Regions from separate parts of the Gossypium hirsutum genome. Here region 1 is linked to region 2. Evidence: chromatin contacts called from public Hi-C data. All regions are on one chromosome and are shown on one strand. The core of a region is the stretch at or near the end of the contact, and the rest is flanking DNA. Distances in the headings are between cores, read along the strand shown.

The links. Hi-C and Micro-C count contacts between places; a contact is called where the count stands out from the background.
Region 1: a contact with region 2 is called in a Hi-C map of leaf, with 1.9 times the contacts expected there. The contact joins the promoter of LOC107901069 here to the promoter of LOC107899950 in region 2. A contact is called at or near these places in 8 of 34 Hi-C or Micro-C datasets (callus, hypocotyl, leaf and 1 more).

What each region holds. Positions count from the first base shown.
Region 1 is chrD06:14,507,937-14,514,718 of Gossypium_hirsutum_v2.1, reverse strand. It overlaps LOC107901069 (12-oxophytodienoate reductase 3), which reads right to left and starts at 1,687. Exons shown (of 4, transcript XM_041095349.1): 1 at 1,074-1,687; 2 at 777-917; 3 at 295-425; 4 at 1-210. The coding sequence starts at 1,150.
Region 2 is chrD06:14,216,346-14,222,449 of Gossypium_hirsutum_v2.1, reverse strand. It overlaps LOC107899950, which reads right to left and starts at 2,396. Exons shown (of 2, transcript XM_016825685.1): 1 at 2,172-2,396; 2 at 1,884-2,063. The coding sequence starts at 2,396. The coding sequence ends at 1,884.

The DNA.
Region 1 (6,782 bases), core at 438-2,937, 290 kb before region 2:
CTCCATGAATCTCGATTCCATCAAAACCGGCTCGAATGGCATTCAAAGCTGCTGTGCGGTAGTGTTGGACAACCTCTGGTATTTCCGAGATTTGTAGAGCTCTAGGTTTAGGATATATGCCATAGCTCCCATCTGGCATCAAAATTCTCCACCTGTTGGAGAGAGGCTTGCTTGTTGACGATATGGGTGCCGCCCCACCAGGTTGATACACTATTTCATTAGTCAAAATAAGCAAATAAAATATTTCAATAAATGGTGAAAGAAAGGGGAAATGCATAGGGTGATGGAAGTTACGAGAATGTGAAGCACGGCCAACGTGCCAGAGTTGGCAAAAAATGATGCTTCCTTTTGCATGAACAGCATCCACAATCTTCTTCCATGCCTCCACCTGTTGGTCATTGTAGATCCCAGGAACATGAGGGAACCTGCTTCAATCATTGCACCATTAGACAATTTAGGATATGCCAGGAATCTGGATAACTCAATATTATGAAAATCTGATATTATTGGAACAATCATTTTGTAACAGGGAAGGGATAAAAAGACTAACAAGGGTACCATTATATCATATACAAAATGATTATATTTGAAGTGAAGCATTGCATCTCCCAACCCTATTATCTCATATTCAATTTAATTTAAAAATAAAAACTCTTCCAATATGCAAAACGACACAACATTGGGCAAATGCTATCTGTTTGATGGAAAAGACTAGAAAGTGGTATAACTAATTGGTGGAATAGTCGTATCAGGCTTTGGTTCAATTACGAAATTACCCAGCTGCAGTGTCGGACACCAGTGTCCCTTCGGTGATTAGAAAGCCGCCGGGAGTCGACCTCTGCGTGTAATATTCAGCGAGCGCTGGCCTTGGGTTTCCATTCAACGCCCTGCATCTAGTCATCGGCGCCAGCACCACCCTGCCATCACATTCAAACCAAACTCAATAGACCCCCGGAAATCTTCGGTAGAACGTGTCTGACAACCAAAGTTCCCTCAAGACAAGGATCTAAGCCCCTCCGAAATCAAGGAATCTGATGCAAAAAAAAAAAAACCCGACAAACTGAAACACAGACCTGTGAGAAAGGTTGAACTTGCCCATCTTGTAAGGAGAGAAGAGCGTTGGGGTCCCTTGAGATTGAGTTTCCGGCATTGTTACCTTCCTACGAACTTGATCTGAAGATGAAAAAACTTATCCGCAGTACACACTCCAGTTGAAAAAGTAAGGAAAACCAACAGTTACTAGAATGATTTACTTAATTATATAAAGAAATTTAGGGTGAGAGAATATAAGCATGTGGCATAAAATTGGACGGTATAGGGCTGGGGTTGCGGGAGTATTTTATAGCTGAAAATTTAATCCTTTGTTTTGATTTGATGAGTTGCGTGGGGAGTTTTGATTGGAGATAGATGGGCGGAGGAGTCGGTGGGTGCTATTTATGGCATGGGTTTCATGTGCTGATTTAAACAGTGGCGATTCTTGATGCAAATATGTTTCCGCCGGCAATCACTGTTGCCGACTGGTTGTTGCTTTGAAAAGAAAAAAACTGAGGCAACAAATAGTTGTAGAATGACTAAAGTTTTTCTCTCTCTCTTGCAAAGAAGTATGAGTCAACACTCAAAGCTCAGTTACAATTGTGAGGGTTCCCACTTGACAAAAAAAGGCTGGGTGAAACAACAATTTTGCAATTCATTAATTCTGTTAATATCACGATTATACGTAATTAATACCGTCTGCATAGTTACAATTATAATAAATTAATAAATTATTAGATTTAATAATTGTACTAATTCGAACTTAAATGGTTCAGTTAGGGTTATCCGTTAAAAGAGAAAAAGTACTATACTTGAAAAAATAAATTTGGGGCTCTTTTCTCTCTCTTAAATAGTCTTTTTGTTATTGCGATGGTCAATTCTGATTGATGGATTTAGAGAATGATTATTTCTTAGTGAAGTTTCGATCAATAGAAGACTATAATAAAGCTCTGATTGAGGGTCTGTGGGTGATCTTTGGATAGTATCTAACAATACAACCATGGACACAAAATTTTTCAACAATACAACCATATCCACATAATTTTGTTGCTTGGATACGCCTTCTGGGTCTCCCAGGATATATGTATAAGAAGAAATTGGTTAAAGCCATTGGTGATAGGATTGGTCTAGTTGTTCGACTAGATGATAATACAGATAATAGTTTTCAGGGTTGGTTTGCCAAGATGGCAGTGTTTTTAGACCTCAATAAACTTTTTATTTCCAATATCAAAATTGAGGATAAAGTTCAACGGATTGAATACAAGTCTCTTCCTAATGTTAGTTTTTCCTTTGTTTTCTATGGGCATAATAAAAATCATGTCATGTCATGAAGTTTGCAATTGATCGAAATTTTTTTTTGAGAATGTCTTTGTACCAACTCCTTTTCGTCCTAATTGAGATTATCAGGAAACTCAAGATAAATATGGACTGTGGATGCTTGTTGAGCGTAGAAAACGGAGAGATAGTCGAAATTTTGAAACAGTGAAGGGAGGGCGACAACCGACAAACCAACATGCGTCTAGGTTCAATGTATTACATGACTTACGGGATGATGAAGCTAAAATCTTGGAAAATCATATTCCAAATCCCACGAATTCTGGTAGTGGTCAACAAAATGGGATTGTTATTTATGACAATCCTCTTGTTGAAAAGGAATCTCTTCCTAAACAGATTGAATTTGTTAAAGGGAAGAAAAAAATGGAAGTTGTCCAAGTTAAAAACCAAAGTAAGGTTTCATTGAGTAATGCGGTAACTTCTACACCATCCAAATTAGATTTGGTTAAGGCAGGCCAATTGGTTAACAATTCTGTTGGGCTCAAATCCTTGACCAAAAATGAGCAAAAAAGACATCGTTTGACATCTACACAAATGGGCTCGTCCAACAAGGATTTTGCCACTGTTTTAAATTCGATCCAAGAAGATAAATGCCCCAAAAGCCCAATCCTCACTTTAAAGTGTAATGAATTAAACAATGAGCCTTAGATTAATATTGTCATTTCCAAAGTGTCAACAGAGTCTATCTCGAAGTCCAAAAATTTAGTACAAAGGAAGATGAAAATTTTTCTTGTCCCCGAGTGTAACACCCATTAGTAGGTCCAGTTGCCAGACCCAAGCTACAGGATGCTACAACAGTTAACAGAACAATTCACACATGTTTCTGACTTTAATATTCAATAAATCAACAAAACAATTCATAAGTCAAGTTTAGCATGATTCACAACATACATACAATCAGACTTAAAATCAATTAATCATTTTATAATCCATACAAAACATGATTTATAAACTAATCTGAATCCTAATCGAGCTTACGAAAGCTCTTAAACCAACCTGAGAACAAATTAAGACTTAATTGAAAATTTAACAAAAAGTAAGAAAAAAATCTAAAAACAAGGTTACACGACCATGTGGCCAGGCTGAACTTGTGTGACAAGAAGTTACACGGCCGTGTGACTAAACCGTGCAACTGACTGAGATCGTGTGTGAAAATGTCCCATAACTTTCAATAAGCACATGGCTGTGACACTAGCCCGTGTGTGACACACAGCCATGTGTTAGACTGTGTACAACAAATAGACCATATGTTGCACAATACAATCAACCTTTCCAAAATAACCTTTAAGGCATTCCATAACCAATTTAACCTGTCCAAAAACATGTACATTTCAATGTCAAAACTTCAACTTTAATAACCAACTAAACATACAACCAATATGCCACATTTGGCACCATCACAATCAAAGTTATAAGCACGTATCAATTTTTATAGTAACTAGATCATAAACATATCAACTTCTAAACTATGCCACTCACTTTCACAAGTTTAAATATCAAACTCTACATTAACCAAAACATCATTCCAACAAGTTACCATATAGAATATGTACTTATTTGCAAGGACCATCCAAACCAAAACATATATAAGTGCCTTTACATGTGTTTGATCAACTTATGTACATGCCACAAATAACCAAGATTGAATCATTCAAAAGACTACCGAATTTGAGAGACGGTAGGTGTATGCTTCTCGCTGATCCAATCGACACGCTCCGAACATTCACAATCTATAAAGAAAGTAGTAACAATGAGTAAGTATTATAAAATACTTAGTAAGCTCATACAATATAAACAAATAGCTTACATTAATCATTTAACAATTTCATGAATCAATATGCTATAATTTCACCTATCATGGCATTCACAACAACATCAACCAAATGGGATTTGGATCATAACCATATATATAATTCCAAATAAAAAAAATTACACATTTCACTTCATAATATTTTCTGAATCAATTTATAAACATCACTTTGCTCATATTCATATCATATTTTCCACATCTCATATGTATCTTTTGCCAATATCAATTTCATATGTATCTTTTGCCAATATCAATATCATATTTCCACATCTCATATGTATCTTTTGCCAATATCAATTTCATATTTCCACATTTCTCCATCTTTTATTTTTACCTAATGAAACATCGTAAAAGAACTAAGTACACAGGTGAAAATAATGTCAAATGCTCGTCTGAGCTAATCATAAACACTAGTGCTCGGTTACTCGTCCAGATTAAACCTACACAACAAATTGCCTGGCCAGGGCTTTATATATACACACATGTAAGGTTACTAGTCCAAGCTAAACCTTTAAAACGACAACAGATTACCAGTCTAAGGCTAAATCAGTGTCACATCTATCTTCGAGTCCGTAACAAATGCTGGAGCTCGGTACCATCGAGCATCAACCCGTAACCTCAGATATGAGACTTTTACTAAGTTCATTGGGATTATCTCAATACTTTCATTCAATATTATTTCACTTCAATCAAATCTAATACCAACTTGTATATTATTTCATAACTACTCCAAACTTCCAATAACGCAAGTGCACACATTTAAAACATAATTCAACAACAAAATTAAACTTACTTATAGTGTATGAACTTACTTGGCAAAACAACAATAAACACGACAACATGGACTATTCTGTAATTTTCCTTTTTTTTTCTTGATAATTTTCCTTTGTCTTGTTCAAATCTTGATCTATAATATAAATATATTTCAATTCAATCACTCAAATATCATATAACAACATGTTATAAATATATGTAAGCTCAATTTCATTTTTCGGTTATTTCTTCAAGTTTTACGTTTTATTCATTTTAGTCCATAAAATCAAACTTATCATACCTTCCACATTTGGACTCCAAAATTTAAACCAACTTCAAATATATTCAATTACGGCTTTGTACTATAAAAAATTACAGAAATTATATACAAATTTCAAGATATTAACAATTTAATCCTGATGTTCAAAACTAACAAAAATCACTTTATAAAATAGACATATTTTCCATCAAAGCTTCAAACTCAACTATTTAACATAAAAAACCTCAAAATTCAACAATGGTAACTTTTCAAAACTTTAAAAGTTTTACAATTTAGTACCCGGGCTAGCTAGATAAAACTACAACGATTTCAAAAATATAAAATTTACGAAAAATGGGTTTGAAAATCACTTACTTGCATGGATGGAAAGGTTTGGAAAGGTTTAACCATGACTTCCTATTATTATTTCTCTTCAAATGGCGGAAACAAAGAAATGGTGAAGATGACCACCATATTTTAATGTTTTTAACATAATATAATATAATTTTAATTTATTTTAACACATGTTAACTAAAACACCTATCCAACTGTCCACCATAATTAAATATGGTATAATAGCTATATAAATCCATTCAATTTTACCATTTTTCCCTTTTAAATAATATAATATAATAATGATTAATTTATACAATTTTTACGATTTAGTCATTATACATAAATTAACCAGCCCATCACTAAAATTTTTGGACCAAACTTCAATTCACCAATATAAAAGCTCCGTAAATATTTAATAAAAATATTCACGGGCTCGATTTATAGAAACGGGGTCTTGATACCTCATTTTTCAAAACCACTTGACTTTAGGATCGAACCACTTGTACTTAACTAATTATCCATTTAAGAAAAATTATCAAATCAAAGTTCACTATATCATTATACTTGACTTGTGAATATTAAATAATAATATTTACGGACTCACTCGTCAGAATTGTGGTCTTGAAATCATTGTTTCCAACACCACTGGAAATGGGTTGTTACACCAAGCATATTTTGTTGTTTCTTTCTACGAAAATAGTGTTCCAAACATTCCAGAAGACATGGCTTTGGCTGAAAGAAACTTGGATATTGACATGAAATTTGATTTACAAAGACATGGGCAGATGGGAAGTGTTAATTAAAGACTGAAGAAGCCACCCAATATTTTAAAGAACAAGGGCAGTAAGTTCAAGGTTCGTGGGCTTTCTAAACTTCCTATTTCTGAGTCTATGAATTATAGTGTTGATACTTTAAAGTCAAATTTGATTGTTGAGGATCTTATGGAGTCAATGGAAGTGAAGGGTATTGAAGCTACCTCTGCTGAGTTATAAGCCTTTCTCGGTACTTTCTTGTAACTATCTTTTATGATTTTTCTAAATTTGTTTGTCTGGAATTGTTAGGGTTGTGCTAGCCCTAGATTTGTTCATGTGGTTAGAGATTATTTTCAGGATTATGAGGTTGAGGTTGCTGCGTTTTTGGAAATTAGAGTTAATAGGTTAAAAGCTGATGGAATTATTTTGAAAATGGGATTCCATTACTCTTAAAGAATTGAATCTATGGGGTTTTTTAGAGGAATATGGCTTTGTTGGAAGAATT
Region 2 (6,104 bases), core at 1,147-3,646:
AAAAACTTTTTGTAATAAATATATTTATAAAAATATTATTTTAAAAATTGATTTAGTTGAAATGGTAAAAATATTGAAAATTATAGTGTTTTGGGTTCAAATCTGATCAAGTATTTTTTTTAAAATAAGAAATTGAAAGATTTCGTTGAAATTGTTCGTTTGGAAATTTCCTGAAAAGCTAATCATAGGTTCTTCTCTCCATCGGAACAATAGGTTTAACTTGAAATGACAAAAAAAATCATATAATCATATTTATTATTTTATAAAAATTCAATAATTACTTGCAACATTAAAAAGTAACATTAACTCAATAAACCACTCAAATATGGTAAAATTAGATATATAAACTCGACTAGAAGTGTAAATGAGATATTGGTGCTTACAAGATACTCAAGTTCGACTAAAAAAATTTAAATTTGATTCGATAATTATCAAGCCAAGTTCAAGTTATCAATCAAGTCAAATTCAAGCTTAATAATACTTGACTTAAACAATTTATAAGCCTTATCGAATTTTCTATATTTTTATATTATTAAATTATTAAATTACTTTATTACTCTTAACATATATTATTAAACCTCGAACTCAAATTTGAGTTCGAACTTCAATATAAAACTTGATAAATGAATTTAAACTTAAAAATAAAAATAACTCCAAATTTTAAATCAAAGTCAAGCCATGAATACCTGTACGAGCGAGTGGTGGTTTTAACAAAACCGTGTCACCTTTTCCTTTTTCTGACAGAAAATTTGTGATTAAAAAAAGAATATACCCACGCGGTGAGGACACTCTCTTTTTATCTCAACTAGCTTTCTCGCATTTAAAACTCTTACTGATTTCTGAACCTTAAAATAATCAATAAAATCGTAGCACACGTGCGCTCGGCGGACATGCTTTGTACAGAGAAGGGCAGGCGGTCACGTGCGGCTATGTCATCCTCAGTTCTCACTCTCGATTATTTGCATCACACGCGCTCCTCGGTGGGCTTTGCCATGTCCAGCTACAAGGAGCAGAGATCACGTGGCTTGGACCCCACACAGTCTAAACAAGCGGGGCCATTTGAAATTATTGTTAGCTTAAGCACAGTAAATTTGCAAATTAACTACAGTAAATACTGATAATTGCACCTTTTGTGCTGGCAAACATATACACCACTACTAAAATTTTGATTTACATCTCTAATTTATCGGCCACGTGGTGAGTTTATTATAGAGTTATGATAAATGTTTATTGCTAGGTATCTTCTGTCCATAAGTTGGCTGGACATGATGATTCTCTTGTTTCACAAAATTTTATCTCCCACAACTCAAAAATACATTCAACTATTTATCATTACAAATACTTCTTTTTATCTAGTTTGAATTTAATTTTTTATGTGAATTATTTTTAAGGTTTGAATAATTTTTTGTAGAGGGGATTTATTTGCAAGTTGAGATATATACGAATCTAAACTATCAAACCATTTACTTGACATAAAAAGGATATTTGCTCTCTGAAAAGATTTGTAAACTAAAGAAAGGTAAAAGAAGATATTAAGCAAACTCAAATTCATTCTTGTTTTTCATATCTGTGGATGAACTTACATTTATACATTTGATTTCTTAACTGTTATATAACAGCTCAACTGTAAAGTTGTTATTAATAGAATTGCTAGAGTACTTATACTATAACTACTTAACTAATTCATAAACTCTAATATTCACCTATCTACCCAACCTTCGAAACTCGTAAGAGCTGTCGAAGTTTACAAAATTGAGATGCAGACAACAGTTTAGTAAGAACGTCAGCAACTTGATCACAGGCATAAACTTCTTCGACGATAAGAAACCCAGCAACAACTTTCTCACAGAAAAAAAATAGATCAAGTTCGACATGTTTAAACTTTAAATGTAAAACCGGATTGCCACTGCAACAACACTCGAATTATCACACCATATTGTTGGTGTATCAACAGAAAGATACTGAAGTTCACTTAATAAAGGCATTAGCCATGTAACATCCATAGTTGCAGCCGCCAACCCGTGATACTCAACCTCAGCGGTGGAACAAGACACAACCTGTTGCTTTTTAGAACACCACGAGATAGGGTTATCACCAAAATAGATATAGTATCCTGTAGTAGACCATCGATCATCAAAATCTAACCCCTAATTCACATCAACATAGCCAACCAAAGATAGCCTCTTAGATGGTTTGACAAGCAGACCATTATCAACCATACCACTCAAATAGTGTAAAATTCGTTTGAATGTCACAAAATGAACATATGTGGGAGCATGCATGAACTGACAGATATGGTTCACAGCATAAGTAATATCAGGCCGGGTTAGCATGACATATTGTAAAGCACCGACAAGACTACGATATTCGCTAGGGTCTTCAATTAGAGTACCCATGGTTTTGGACAGAAAAGAATAGCTAACCATAGGTGTATGAATAGCCTTAACATGAATGAGATGACAACGATCAAGCAAGTCAAGAACATACTTAGGTTGACATAGATGAAGAGTTCCATTAGTCAGGCGAGTGACTTCAACACCTAGGAAATAATGAAGATCCTACATGTCTTTGAGTGAAAACATAGAATGAAGTTGTTCAACAAACACGTCAATATTAGGAGCTGAACTCTCGGTAACGATAATATCATCAACATATACAAACGTATACATATGAGCCACATCAATAATACGTATAAACAGGGAAGCATCAGATTTGGACTTGACAAAACCTATGGAAAAAAGATAGGATTTCAACTTATCAAACCACCCTCTTGGAGCCTGTCGTCATCCATACAACGCCTTTGTTAACCAACAAACCAAAGGTTACCCATCGGCATTATGTTGAACATATCTAGGAGGTTGATAAATGAAGACTTCTTCGGTAAGCTCACCATTGAGAAAAACATTATTTACATCTACTTGCTGTAGCTGCCACTGCTGGGACACAACAATTGATAGAATGGTCTTGATGGTGGCTGGTTTAACAGCAAGACTAAAGGTTTCTTGAAAATCACAACCTGGTACCTGAGAACAACTTTTGGCAACTAATCTCCCCTTCCGTCGAGCAATAATGCCGTCGGGATTTCGTTGAAACTTAAACAACCATTTACACCCGATCGACTTTCTCCCTAGTGGCAAAAGAACTAACTCCCAAGTGCGATTACGAATTAATGCATCATATTCAGCTTGAGCCGCTACTTTCCATTCCTCATGAGCAAAAGCTTCATCAATCGTACGAGGCTCATTTTTAGCAGTTTCAACAGCTAAAACTTTATGTTTGAAAATACCAGCTTTGGACTGTGTCACCATATGATGTGTATTCCCAGTAGGTTGAGGAAGATCGACTACAGTGGCGAAAAATTCTGGTGCGGGAGAAGGGTTGTTTCCAAGTTGTGGAGAAGAATTGATCGTAGTAGAGGGAACTACTGGTGTGTGTGATGGAGTAGTAGTATAACCCAAGTGAAACGAATCATAACGTAAGAGCACAGGATTTTCTGTATTCTGATCAGGAGAACTAGAAGGAGAGGACAACAACTGCACAAGAGGAATATACGTAGTGACACACTCAGTTGTTACGGGAGATGATGAAGGATGTTCATGATACAGAAACCTACTTTCATAAAAATAACATGTCGAGAGATAAAAACTTTCCCGTCAGGCGTGATGCAGACTATATCCGAGAAAAGTACACGACTGAGATCGAGACTCCACTTATGTTTATTAAAAGGACGAAGATATGGAAAATAACAACAGCCAAAAATATGAAGATGATCATAAGTTAGAAATTTTCCATAAAGTATTGAATATGGAGTCTTACTATGCAAGATCGGAGTGGGTAACTGATTGATGAGATGAATGGCACAAGTAAAAGCATAACCCTAGAATCGCATTGGTAAGTGCGGTTGAGCAAGGAGGGTGAGACTGACCTCAACAATATACCAGTGTTTTCGTTCAACCACTCCATTCTGTTTCGAAGTATGCAGACATGAAACCCGATGAATAATCCCCTGTTGTGCGAGTAACGATGTGAAAGACTGAAACTCACCACCCTAATCACTTAGAAATTATTTAATGTCTCTCTCAAATTGAGTTTTGACCATTTGCCGAAACTGATAAAGTAGTCAATTGCTTGATATTTACGTTGAATGAGAAATAACTAGGTAAACATCAACAAAAGACACATAATACCAATTACCCCTACAATCAACAATTGCAGGTCCCTATAAGTCTGAGACAACTAATTCAAACGGCACAGTATATACAGTAGTAGAATGACTTTCCTTTTAGATAGACAGTACAAACATGAACAAGATTATTTGTATTTGTGACTACATTACAATATTTCAAAACAGACTGAAAAATTCGAGTTGAAGGGTAACCCAAACAACGGTGCCAAAGTTTGAATACACCATTAGTCGAGGAACCCGATCGTACTGCGGCATGATGTGTTGATGGAGGACCACTGGTATCAGTCAAACCAACTGACGAAAACCTATAAAGCCCATCATGTGTGTAACCCTGCAGCAAAATGCCTTGAGTCTGAATGTACTTTACCACACAATGAAAAGGGTGAAACTCAAAATAAACATTATTTTCTAGAGCAAATTTTGAGACCGGCAACAAATTTTTACAAATCTGAGGCACATGTAAAACGTTAAACAAATGCAATAATTTAGAGTTGGAATTTAAGGTAGTATTACCCATAAACGCAATTTTAGCATGCGTTCTATCACCCATTAAAATCGGAGTTGTACCTGAATACGGAGTAGAGTTGTTTAGGGCAGATGCCTCTTTACACACATGATGAGTCGCTCCCGAGTCAGGATACCACAATGTAGAATTATTATTCCCAACAAGTGTAGGAATATAGGCTTATCAAAACCAAACGTATGAGCTCCAAAACCCGAGTCAACACCATAACCGGTCGTAACCGTATTAGACTTACTGCCATTTGAGTGTTCGGATCATAAAACATCGGGAACCCGTAGAAGACCCACACACTCAAAATAACCCATGACATGCCTTGAAAAGAATGACCCAACACCGGTATCATGATTCGGGCCCTGAAAACACCTCGCTCGGGGCTTCGTATCGTGGACCATTTGTTTCAGCAACAATATATGACCCACTAGGATTATGGGTATTAAACACAACAAGCTTACCCAAAGTAACATTATGGACACTAAGCCCATTGAATGGCCCACTTACATGTCTCTTTGAGGAATAACCCTCACCATAAGTATCCAAATTAGGGTGAAAATCATCATAAGCAACTGTCAGAGAGGGAGCACCATACGCCACTCCTTACCAAGGCATCGGACCACTAGAGCACCGCCAATCAAACCACTACGGCGCTGGAGAGATTGGATCACAGCCCTAGAGAACAGTAGATACACTAGGTTGTGCACCAAGCATCGCACCATGTCTAGGTAGTGGTGCAACATAACTCGGCAGAACAAAAGGCTCTCATGAAAACACCGGTCGCGGTGGATCACCATAACTATGATCGAACCTATAATAGTATCGTTGTGCCAGATGCCTGAAACGACCACATATCTAGCACTGCACACGCCCTCGGTTGTTCCATCCATAGCCATTAGAAACCGCACGACCACCCTTCATGGCCATCGTCAACCCATAAAATGGAGGATCCGAAGTCATAGACCCAACCAGATTTGCCTGAAACAGAAATTCTAGCGTCATCTTTTGCTGTCTATTTTCGTACTCTAGAAGAATGTCAACTAACCTCCTCATGGGTAGAGGTTCAGACGAGAATGATACGAGTGTAACCACCGAGTCAAACTCCGACAAAATCCCCACAAGGACTATCTCGACTTTCTCAGAATCCAAGATTTAGTGTCCTGAAGCCTCAAGTAATGCACAAACATTCTATATTTTAACAATATATTATTTAACTGTTATAGTACCTTTTTTTAATTGAATGCAACTCATGTTTGATTCTAGACACTTTTGCTCCAATAACAGCGATGAAGAGACAATGTGCAGTGCTCCAAACATCATTTACGATAGTCATGCCTATAAAACACGATAATAGCAGACTACTAATCGTGGATAACAACCACGACGCCAGTAATTTATCTTGTT